Regions from separate parts of the Mus musculus genome. Here all the other regions are linked to region 1. A link is a contact called in public ChIA-PET and promoter capture Hi-C data. All regions are on one chromosome and are shown on one strand. Each heading gives the region's core, a stretch centred on a gene start, on an enhancer-like site or on the middle of the called end of the contact. The rest is flanking DNA. Distances are from core to core; before and after follow the strand shown.

Evidence for each region. Promoter capture Hi-C pulls out the DNA fragments that hold promoters and counts their contacts. ChIA-PET counts read pairs in DNA pulled down with a chosen protein or histone mark.
Region 2: an RNA polymerase II ChIA-PET map of memory CD8 T cells shows a contact between it and region 1, with 5 read pairs. The contact joins the enhancer-like site here to the promoter of Pald1 in region 1. A contact is called at or near these places in 1 of 39 promoter capture datasets (liver), 5 of 115 datasets of contacts at active chromatin or transcription factors (craniofacial prominence, embryonic stem cells, memory CD8 T cells and 1 more) and 1 of 9 other capture datasets (adipose tissue).
Region 3: a promoter capture Hi-C map of neural stem cells shows a contact between it and region 1. The contact joins the enhancer-like site here to the promoter of Pald1 in region 1. A contact is called at or near these places in 13 of 39 promoter capture datasets (3T3-L1-derived adipocytes, the C10 cell line, the HPC-7 cell line and 9 more), 6 of 15 datasets of contacts at CTCF or cohesin (CD8 T cells, the NIH/3T3 cell line, embryonic stem cells and 3 more), 55 of 484 Hi-C or Micro-C datasets (B cells, the C2C12 cell line, CD4 T cells and 32 more), 18 of 115 datasets of contacts at active chromatin or transcription factors (VIP interneurons, bone marrow-derived dendritic cells, bone marrow-derived macrophages and 10 more) and 6 of 9 other capture datasets (adipose tissue, embryonic stem cells, embryonic tail and 3 more).

Annotation. Positions count from the first base shown.
Region 1 is chr10:61,382,271-61,385,173 of GRCm38.p6, forward strand. Pald1 (phosphatase domain containing, paladin 1) reads right to left here and starts at 1,253. Exons shown (of 20, transcript NM_013753.2): 1 at 1,022-1,253.
Region 2 is chr10:61,231,977-61,234,980 of GRCm38.p6, forward strand. All of the region lies in intron 4 of Adamts14 (a disintegrin-like and metallopeptidase (reprolysin type) with thrombospondin type 1 motif, 14), which reads right to left. Among named protein-coding and RNA genes, the nearest start is that of Gm29861, 17 kb to the left of the region's middle. Within about 2 kb of position 1,420, at least 48 of the 459 cell types and tissues checked have an H3K27ac peak or open chromatin away from gene starts, as enhancers often do. A contact at or near this core is called in memory CD8 T cells, where this site is marked.
Region 3 is chr10:61,198,516-61,201,215 of GRCm38.p6, forward strand. It overlaps Adamts14 (a disintegrin-like and metallopeptidase (reprolysin type) with thrombospondin type 1 motif, 14), which reads right to left. Exons shown (of 22, transcript NM_001081127.2): 20 at 2,661-2,700; 21 at 1,848-1,958; 22 at 1-444. Among named protein-coding and RNA genes, the nearest start is that of Gm29861, 17 kb to the right of the region's middle. Within about 2 kb of position 1,291, at least 45 of the 459 cell types and tissues checked have an H3K27ac peak or open chromatin away from gene starts, as enhancers often do. A contact at or near this core is called in bone marrow-derived dendritic cells, fibro-adipogenic progenitors, muscle stem cells and 1 more, where this site is marked.

The DNA of each region.
Region 1 (2,903 bases), core at 3-2,502:
CACAAGGCGAGGTGCAAAGCGGTCCTGATTAGTAATGCTAATGAGGAGGGTGGGGTTGCCTGCACCAGGACATTTAAACACATCTATCAGCAAAGTCACAGGACACCCAGCGAGAGTACCCTCGCTGCGCCGGTGTTTTGCAATTCCCTTGAGGAACCTCCTGGCATTTTCTTCTAGGGCTACCAGCCCAGGGCTGGTATCAAACTCCCTATCAGAGAACTGGCCAAGTGTTTCTCTCTTGTCTTCCCTTGCAGGACAGAGCCACAACAGGACAGAGCCCTTCCAAGTCCTCCCACCTCCCACACTGTCTGTGCATGGCCCGGAGCCCACAGCCACAGGTGCTCTGTCACTGGCTGTGGGCAGACAAGGACCGGCCCATACTCTCTGGCTGGAAGACCAGAGATGCCTCAAGCTCACCCCGGGCCAGGCTTTTGTGGAGTCTGATTTACAAAACAAGGGCAGCTTGGCCACTACAAGGAACTGGGACAGTCAGTGTCCCAAACACTACCTTTCTATTAAGTCCATGTCTTTTGGGGGGAGGGGGGTGTCATGCTCAGGCACATGAATGTACTCACGCTCCACGCACACCCTCGCTCACACCAAGGAAACCCCACCTCAAAAGAGACCAAACCGAGCGGCGAATCAAAGCCAGTGCCTGCCAGGCCCCTCAGTTTGCTCCCTTGCCCCTGGGCCTCAAGGGTCCTGCAGATAAGTCTGGGGACCCCATGCCGGGGTCACAACGCGGCTATCTTTCCTAACTTCTTCGGAAGCCCAGCCCAGCTGGCCCGGAGGGCTCCCAGGCCAAGAAGTGCGGGTGTCGCCACTCCATGTTGTCCCTCACTCCGAGGGAAGCCAGAGTACAGGAGATGAGTCCGGGATCGACCTGCGCACAACCCGGGAGCAGCTCCAGCTTTGAGAAAGCATGGTGGCGCCGACCTGGGGCAGGCCTGGGTGGCTCGGACGCCTCCGCCCCAAACCGAGGGACCCCGATCCTCCCTCGGCGCGGCCCACGCGTGCTTACCTGGCAGCCGCAGCTCCGGGAGAGCGTCGCGCTATGCGGCCGGGGACTGCCGGCGCCGAGGCGGGCTTCGGGCACTACCCGCGCGGGCTCCAGATGACTCCGCCCACCCTCCCAGCCCATCCGGGGGCGGAGGCAGCTCCTGCTGTGTCCAGGCGGCGCAGACCCGGCCAGCCCGGGGCCACCGAGGCCAGGATCACCCCCAGAACCCCGCCTCGAGTCCGGATCCCCCCTCCCACGCCTGGGAGGGCGCGGTCACAGCTTCGGCCTCCGCCCACAAGGAGGGGGTGCGGACTTAAAGATACACTCACCCCACCACGGTCGGATAGGCACAACTCCCCTCCCCCCTCTTTCAATCCAGCCGGTTCCGGGCCAGCATCCTCCGTCTGCTCGCCCTACGCCTGGAGGAAAACCCTAGGGTAGAGGGAACCTGCGGGAGAAGCAAGTTCCTCTTTCCTTGTCTGGTCGGTTCCTTCTGGAAGATACCCAAGGCCGGCTTCCAATCTCCATGGCTGGAGAAAAATGCTTAGGCTGGTGGCGCCACACCCCCTCCCCTACTCCAGGGCCCCTGTTATGTCTGTAGCCCCGGGCTTCCCCTTTCTGCTTCTCCTGGACCCCAGAATCAGCATTTCTCCTGTGCCACTTGAGCTCCGTAGGGAAGGTCTGACGCCTCTCCGAATAGACGTCGAAGGATGAAGCCCTAAAAGAGCAGGTGGTCACCTTGACCGCTGGCTTAGGAAAATTGCAGCTCCCAGTCTTTGGAAGAAGAGCAGCCCCACTACCCCTACCCAACGCATCCAAGTGGTGGTGGGCTCTGGGGCTCTGGTACCTGACCCTTGACCTTGGATCACCCATGGGCACTTACTCACCCCTGCTTAGGTCTCAGGAAAGCCTCTTTGATGTATGGAATGAGGTCTCTCTCTGTCTCTCTCTCTGTCTCTGTCTCTCTCTGTCTCTCTCTCCCTACACTGAGGAATATTTCCTTCCTGCCTCTACCTGCCTTGGCCCCAGTCAGAGCTAGAGGGTCCTTGGCACGCTCTGCAGGGAGTTGTGACCAGGATGAAGACTTTGCAGGCCTGGCCTTTAGCCAAAATCAAGCTAGGGAACTTGAACTATGCAGAAGGAGGGCCTTGCAACCCTAAAAGGACTCATTAAGGGTGGTCTGGCCAGATACCCAGCATGTCTGCAGCGGTATCTCATCTGTGTAATCTTAGCAGGTACCTATGTACCTATCATTGTTCACACACACACATACACACACGGTCTCATATATCCCAAGTTGATTTTGTTCAATATTTAGTTAAAAATAACCTAGAAATTCTAAATCCTTCCTCCTGAATGCTGGGATTATAGGCACGGTCCCTCATTCTGGCTTATGCAGTGCTGGGTGTTGAAATCAAGTATTCTTGTGTATGCTGGGCATGCAAACACTCTAGCATATCCCTAGCCCTCGCTATTCCTATTTTAATACATGGGGAAACTGAGGCCCCAGGACTACCTGCCCTCTATGTCAGACTCCCTTCTGCCCATCCTAGGTGTGTGAGGAAGAAAGAGAAAGCCCAGAGGGTTGCTTAAGGACCATGGCCATCTTGGCTCCAGCCACACTTCACTCAGATTGGCCTACAGTTCCTTAACTGGGCTGTGTGACCCCCACCTTCTGCATCTTTGAGAGAGATGTTTGAGGAGCTACTGAGCTGGGGACCAGAGGCCTAAGTAAAGTGTGTAGCATATTGTCAGGCTCCATCCTTGGGCACAGTGTTCTTCCTGGTTCCTTTGTCACAGCTCCATGTCCCCATCCACTCAAGCCCCAAATGGGTCCCCTGCGGGCCTGAGGACAGGTTTCAGGACAGTTTGCTCACAGTGCCATAGCCAGGCATGTGCAAAC
Region 2 (3,004 bases), core at 170-2,669, 150 kb before region 1:
ACATGTGCACACCTGTGTGACAGTTTACCAAGATGGGGTCACACTGAACATATTGTCTGTGCTTTGTTGGCTTCCTGGGAAAATGTTCTGCATTTTTCACTGTGATTCCTGATGTCGGCATAGAACACGCCACCCATGCTGTGACAACCCCAGACATGTCGCAGCTGAGAGTCTTAGGAAGAAATGTTTCCCTCAGCCACTCAATGTAGGTAATAATAAAGCAGCTACTTGGAGTCCCAGGTTCAAATCCCAGCTCTGTTTTTTGTTGTTTTGTTTTGCTTTTTGCTTTTTTGCTTTTGTTGTTCTTACTGTTCTTAGTTTGTAATCATATGCATGAGTGTTTTGCCTGAAAGTATGTCTATTTACAAAGAGTATGCAGTTCCCACAGAGGCTAGAAGGTGGCATTGGATTACCCTGGGACTGGAGTTACAGATGGTTGTATGAGGCTGTGCTGGGACTCGAACCCTGACCCTCTACCCTCTGCCCCTCAGCTCTGTTTTGTCTTGATTACCCAGCTGGCTAGGGGCTCAACACGAAGCTGCTTAGAACCTGTTTCTTTTTCTGCAGAATGGAAATACAAATGGCTGGTAGAGGGCCACCCTACATGAATGTCTGGGAACCACAAATGAGCCACACAAGCTCAGAGGCACTGTTAGGTAATGACACTTAGTGGTCCCTCCGATGCCTGCCTGCATGGCTCCCTGGGAGTGGCATGGTTTCACGCCTGTCCCTGTCTCACATTTCCTTATCCTGTGCTGTTTAGATACCAGTTCTTTCTCACGCATAAGGAAATAAATTAACCCACAGGCTATAAAGTGGCCACTGTCCACTATCCACTAAACAGCGAAAAACTATCCAAGTCCACACTTGGGAGTGCAGGGCGGGGGGGGGGGGGCAGGAGGGAAACTGGAGACCTGATGAGCCAGCAAAGGACTAGACTGTGGGTTCAGAGCCATGGATTAGAAGCCTCCTCCAGCACAGAGCCCAGCCCCAGCCCATCCTCCCAATGCCCAGAGCTGGCAGCAGCCCCTGTATATGAATGTGCAAACCTCAGAGCAGCCAGTGTTGGGCTTCCACCATCAGCTTTCCTGGCGCCTGTGTCTGAATCCAACCGAGTACTGAGACCAAAGCCTAGCACTAGATCCAACTGAGTACAGAGATCAAAGCCTGGTGCCTGCTGTGGACACAGAGACCCTGCCAATCCCTACCGCAAGACATGACAGAGACACCCAGGCCCTAGTCCCTCCCCCCACCCCATCCTCCAGAGCAAAGACTTCATAGAAAGAAAGTGTTTTGTTGTATAGTGAAGGCACTTTCCTTAACCCACGTGCTGCAAGCCGAGGCTTATCCTGTGGGGACTGCAGCCTCTATCAGCCACACCCTACCTCAAAGGATTAAACCTCACAATACTTTACTGACAGCTGACAGCCACCTGCAAGGAAGTGGCCTCTTTTATGTGTACAAGCCTGAATGTATGTGTCTGAGCCTGCGTGTATGTGTCTGAGCCTGCATGTGTGTGTCTGAGCCTGCATGTATGTGTCTGAGCCTGCATGTGTATGTCTGAGCCTGCATGTATGTGTCTGAGCCTGCATGTGTATGTATGAGCTGTATGTGTATGTATGAGCCTGCATGTGTGTGTGTATGAGCCTGCATGTATGTGTATGTATGAGCCTGCATGTATGTGTATGTATGAGCCTGCATGTATGTGCATGTATGAGCCTGCATGTGTATGAGCCTGCATGTGTATGTACTTATGAGCCTGCATGTGTGTGTATGTATGAGCCTGCATATGACTCTATACCAAGTGCATACCCATTGCATGCAGAAAGCAAAAGAGAGCATTATATCTTCTGGGACTGGAATTACAGACAGTTGTGAGCTGCCATGTGGATGCTGGGAATCAAACACAGATCCTCTGGAAGAGCAGCCAGCACTCTAACCACTGAGCCATCTCTCCAGCTCCCATTGAGAAATAACTCTTATTTATTTATTTTTTAATTTTTATTCCACATATATTGGTGTTTTGCCTGCATGTCTGTCTGTGTGAGAGTGTCAGATCCCCTGGAACTGGAGTTACAAACAGTTGCAAGCTGCCATGTGGGTGCTGGGAATTGAACCCCAGTCCTCTGGAAGAGCAACCTGTGCTCTTAACCCCTGAGCCATCTCTCCAGCCCCATGCGAAGTGACCCTTAACCTGACTTTTCAGACCTCTCAGCATCAGGACACAGCCTTTCTCCTCCACAGAGCTGGAGTCAGTACTTATATGGACTCTGAGGCAACCCAAGGGTGACAGGAGAGTCACACACCATTTGACTATCTTAGTGTTCCACACTCCACAGCATGCCCCAAGGACAGAGAGAAGAGAGAGACAAGTGAGGCACTTCAGTTGAGGTCTGTCCTGGGTTCCGGGCCTCTGGAGGGACTCCTGGGTTACTGTCTTCTCTCATGGGTCCTCTAGTAAGTTGGGTTGTTGAAAATCCTGTCTGAATCCCGCATGTGGCAGCCAGCCCTGTGTCAGAAGGCTTTGCACCTGTAGGCTTAACCATCTGTGAACTGAAAATCTGAGGAAAGACTGTTTATATGAAACACATGCTGGGTTTTTTTTTTCTCTCTCTCTCTTTGCCGCTGCAGTCTAACCAATACAGCCTAGCAGCTGTGTGCTCAGAGCTTCCTTTTTTTTTTCATCTGTTCAGAGTCATCTGGAGGGCTGGAAAGATGGTTCAGTGGTTAGAGCACGGGCTGTTCATCCAGCAGACTTGGGTTCAATTCCCGGCATCCATACAGTGGCTCCCAATCATCTGTAACTCCAGATGTTATGTAACCCATAAGCATGAAATAAAAGATCTTAAGGGCTGGAGAGATGGCTCAGCGGTTAGGAGCACTGACTGCTCTTCCAGAGGTCCTGAGTTCAAATCCCAGCAACCACATGGTGGCTCACAACCATCTGTAATGAGATCTGACGCCCCCTTCTGGAGTGTCTGAAGACAGCTACAGTACTTTAAAA
Region 3 (2,700 bases), core at 41-2,540, 180 kb before region 1:
CATGCCCTGGTTCCTCCCTGGACTGTCCTTGACCCTCAGAGGTTGGCATAGCTGTTTGGGTCCAGTCCTGAGGTGGCCTCCGTGGGGTAGCAGGAGAATTGCCCGGAAACGCTTTAGGGCTTAGCATCTGGGGGGTGACCGGATACTGAGTCACTGGGGAGATCCTGTCCGCCACATCTGGTAGCTGTGTGGGCTGGCTTTGCCGATGATCTTCCAGGCTGGTTGGCCCCCTTGTAGACTTCACATCCTCCAGGGTGGCCTTGGGTGCTGGCAAGAGACTCCCAGGAGTGGAGAAGGTGGGTGGTAAGGCCAGGCTGGCATTGGGGCCTGAGGTCTTCTTTATGCAAGACTCACAGCATAGACGGTGGTAGCCGGGGATGGTGCAGTAACGGTCCAACACTTCCATTCGGCAGAAGACGGATCTGTCTCGCACACAGGGCTCCACTGTACATACATACACGAAGGGTGCCCATCAGGAGGGGACATCTTTCCTCCTTCTGTCCCAGCTGGAATCACTACATAGCTCATTCCACCCAGGAGGTCAGACCCTTCCACAGGGAAGAGAAACTAAACGGACCATCCTGCCTCCCCGTCACAAACACAGTATCAGCATCATTAGAACCTTGGTGGTAAGGCTAATTGTCAAACACTGTGCAGACCTACTGAGCCAGCACCTCTACGATGGGGCAAAACTGTTTTAGAGAACCCTCCAACAACTTCCAGTGCGTAGGAAGAGCTATATAGCTCTGTCTAGTTCAACCATATACTCAGCTACGCTGGTCTTTATCCAGGAAGCTCTACCTGGGGAGTCTGGGCTAGGGCCTAGACACTGAGGTAAGTCTAGATTCAACCAAGCATGAGAACCCTGCTCTAGGAAGAAGATGGAGCCCTAGACTCTCCTAGCTACCCAGTTACTCCCTGCAGCTAAGGTGCTTAAGAGCACTGGATGCTTGCTCTTCCAGAGGTCCTGAGTTCAATTCACAACCACCACATGGTGGCTCACAACCATCTGTAATGAGATCTGATTCCCTCTTCTGGTGTGTCTGAGGATGGCTACAGTGTACTTACATATAATAAATAAATCTTTAAAAAAAAGAAAAAAAAAGCTCTTTAGAGAAACGTAGTGGCTCAGGCAGCTGGGATCAAGAGCAGGCTCTGGAGCAGAGACAATAGAAGCCAATGGTCACTAGATGGCGCCAAAGCTCCAGAGCCAGAATCAGAGCCCCAACTGCTTTGAGGAATTTGCCCAGCTTCTGTTTTGAGGAGAGGCCAAGAGGTCAAAGGGTTGCATGAGGCGCGGTAATACCCTGGTAACTAGGAAGTATGTCGTAGTAGACGCAGGGAAAGTCTTAATCCACAGAGACATGAAAGGAGAGACCACAGGGTGAATTAATTGCTAGCCCTGTGAGGCAGCAGCAGAGGACACTGGTTCAGTTCCATGATTCCTTCTTTCAGCTGCTCTGGGGAAAGCAGCTCCTCTCTATGACTACAGTTCCCAGAAGTGTGAAACCAGACACGATGAGAATCCAGAGCTCTGGGGCGTACTATATAGGTTTATAAAACAGGACACCCTCACCACAGTGGACAGTGCCTTGTCACCAAACCTGGCAACAGAAGAAGTCTACATGATTTCTTTTTAGTCTGTATCAGGTTTGGCCGTCACGGGAATAACACCAAACGTAGGACTAAAGGGGAATCACAGAGTAGGTCATAGACTAGAGTGACATCATTTGGATTCTCAGAGGTCACCCAGACACGTAGACACTATGCCTGCTCCATTGCTAACACTCCAAACCCTGGGCTGCGTGTAAGGCTGGGGGAGGGGAAGGGCCCCTGACCATACTTACTTGTTGAGATCCTGTCCTCAGGAGTCAGGGGCCTGGATTGGGGTTCCCGGTATCCTGTTTTGGTCACAGGGTCCTGGACCTCCGCCTTCACTGTAGAGTTCTGGAGATCTCCTGTGAACAGATGCAGCTGAAGTACAAATGGGTGAGAGCATCCTTTACCCAGAGTGCTTGGGGCCAGAAGCACTTCCACTGTCTTCCCCCTGGGATTTGCAATATTTGCATAGACTTAAAGAGGCCTCTAGGAGGTGAGCCCCAGATCTAATCCTGGGGTGCAGCTGTTTTTTTTTCATTTATTTGCATTTTGTCCTGTGTGTACTAGTGTGGGTGTCACAGAGCATTTGCAGAGGTCAGGGGACAGCTTTGGAGGAGTCATCTCTCTGTTTCCACTGTGTAGACCTCGCCTTGGCAGCAAGTGCCTTTATCCACTGAGCCGTCCCGATGGCCCCATTGGTTTCTTAGGCCCAAAATGTGCAGGTAATTTTGTATAATGTTTTAAATGATTTGGGAACTGAAATGAGGTTCGTACATAAGAGTGTTAAGAGTCTTGGAAGGTCCTTTTGTCTCCTCTAGGATGCTGGCTAACTGGGTACTGATATTTCGATCACACCATATCCTCTGCAGTCAGGAGTGGAATCGCCCATCCGTGGCAGCGTGTGAGCACTCCAGGAGTTCTGGATTGGGCAGCATTTGGGATTCTGGATTAGGGATGCCCAACCTGTCTTTGGAATTTCAAAGGGCCAGGAGACCACACTGCTACACATTCACAGGGCCGGAGGAACGAAGGGGCGGGGCCTCCCCATCCTGTCTGCTCACCTCCACAGGCAGGCAGGCTGCAGATCTGCACCATGTCCGG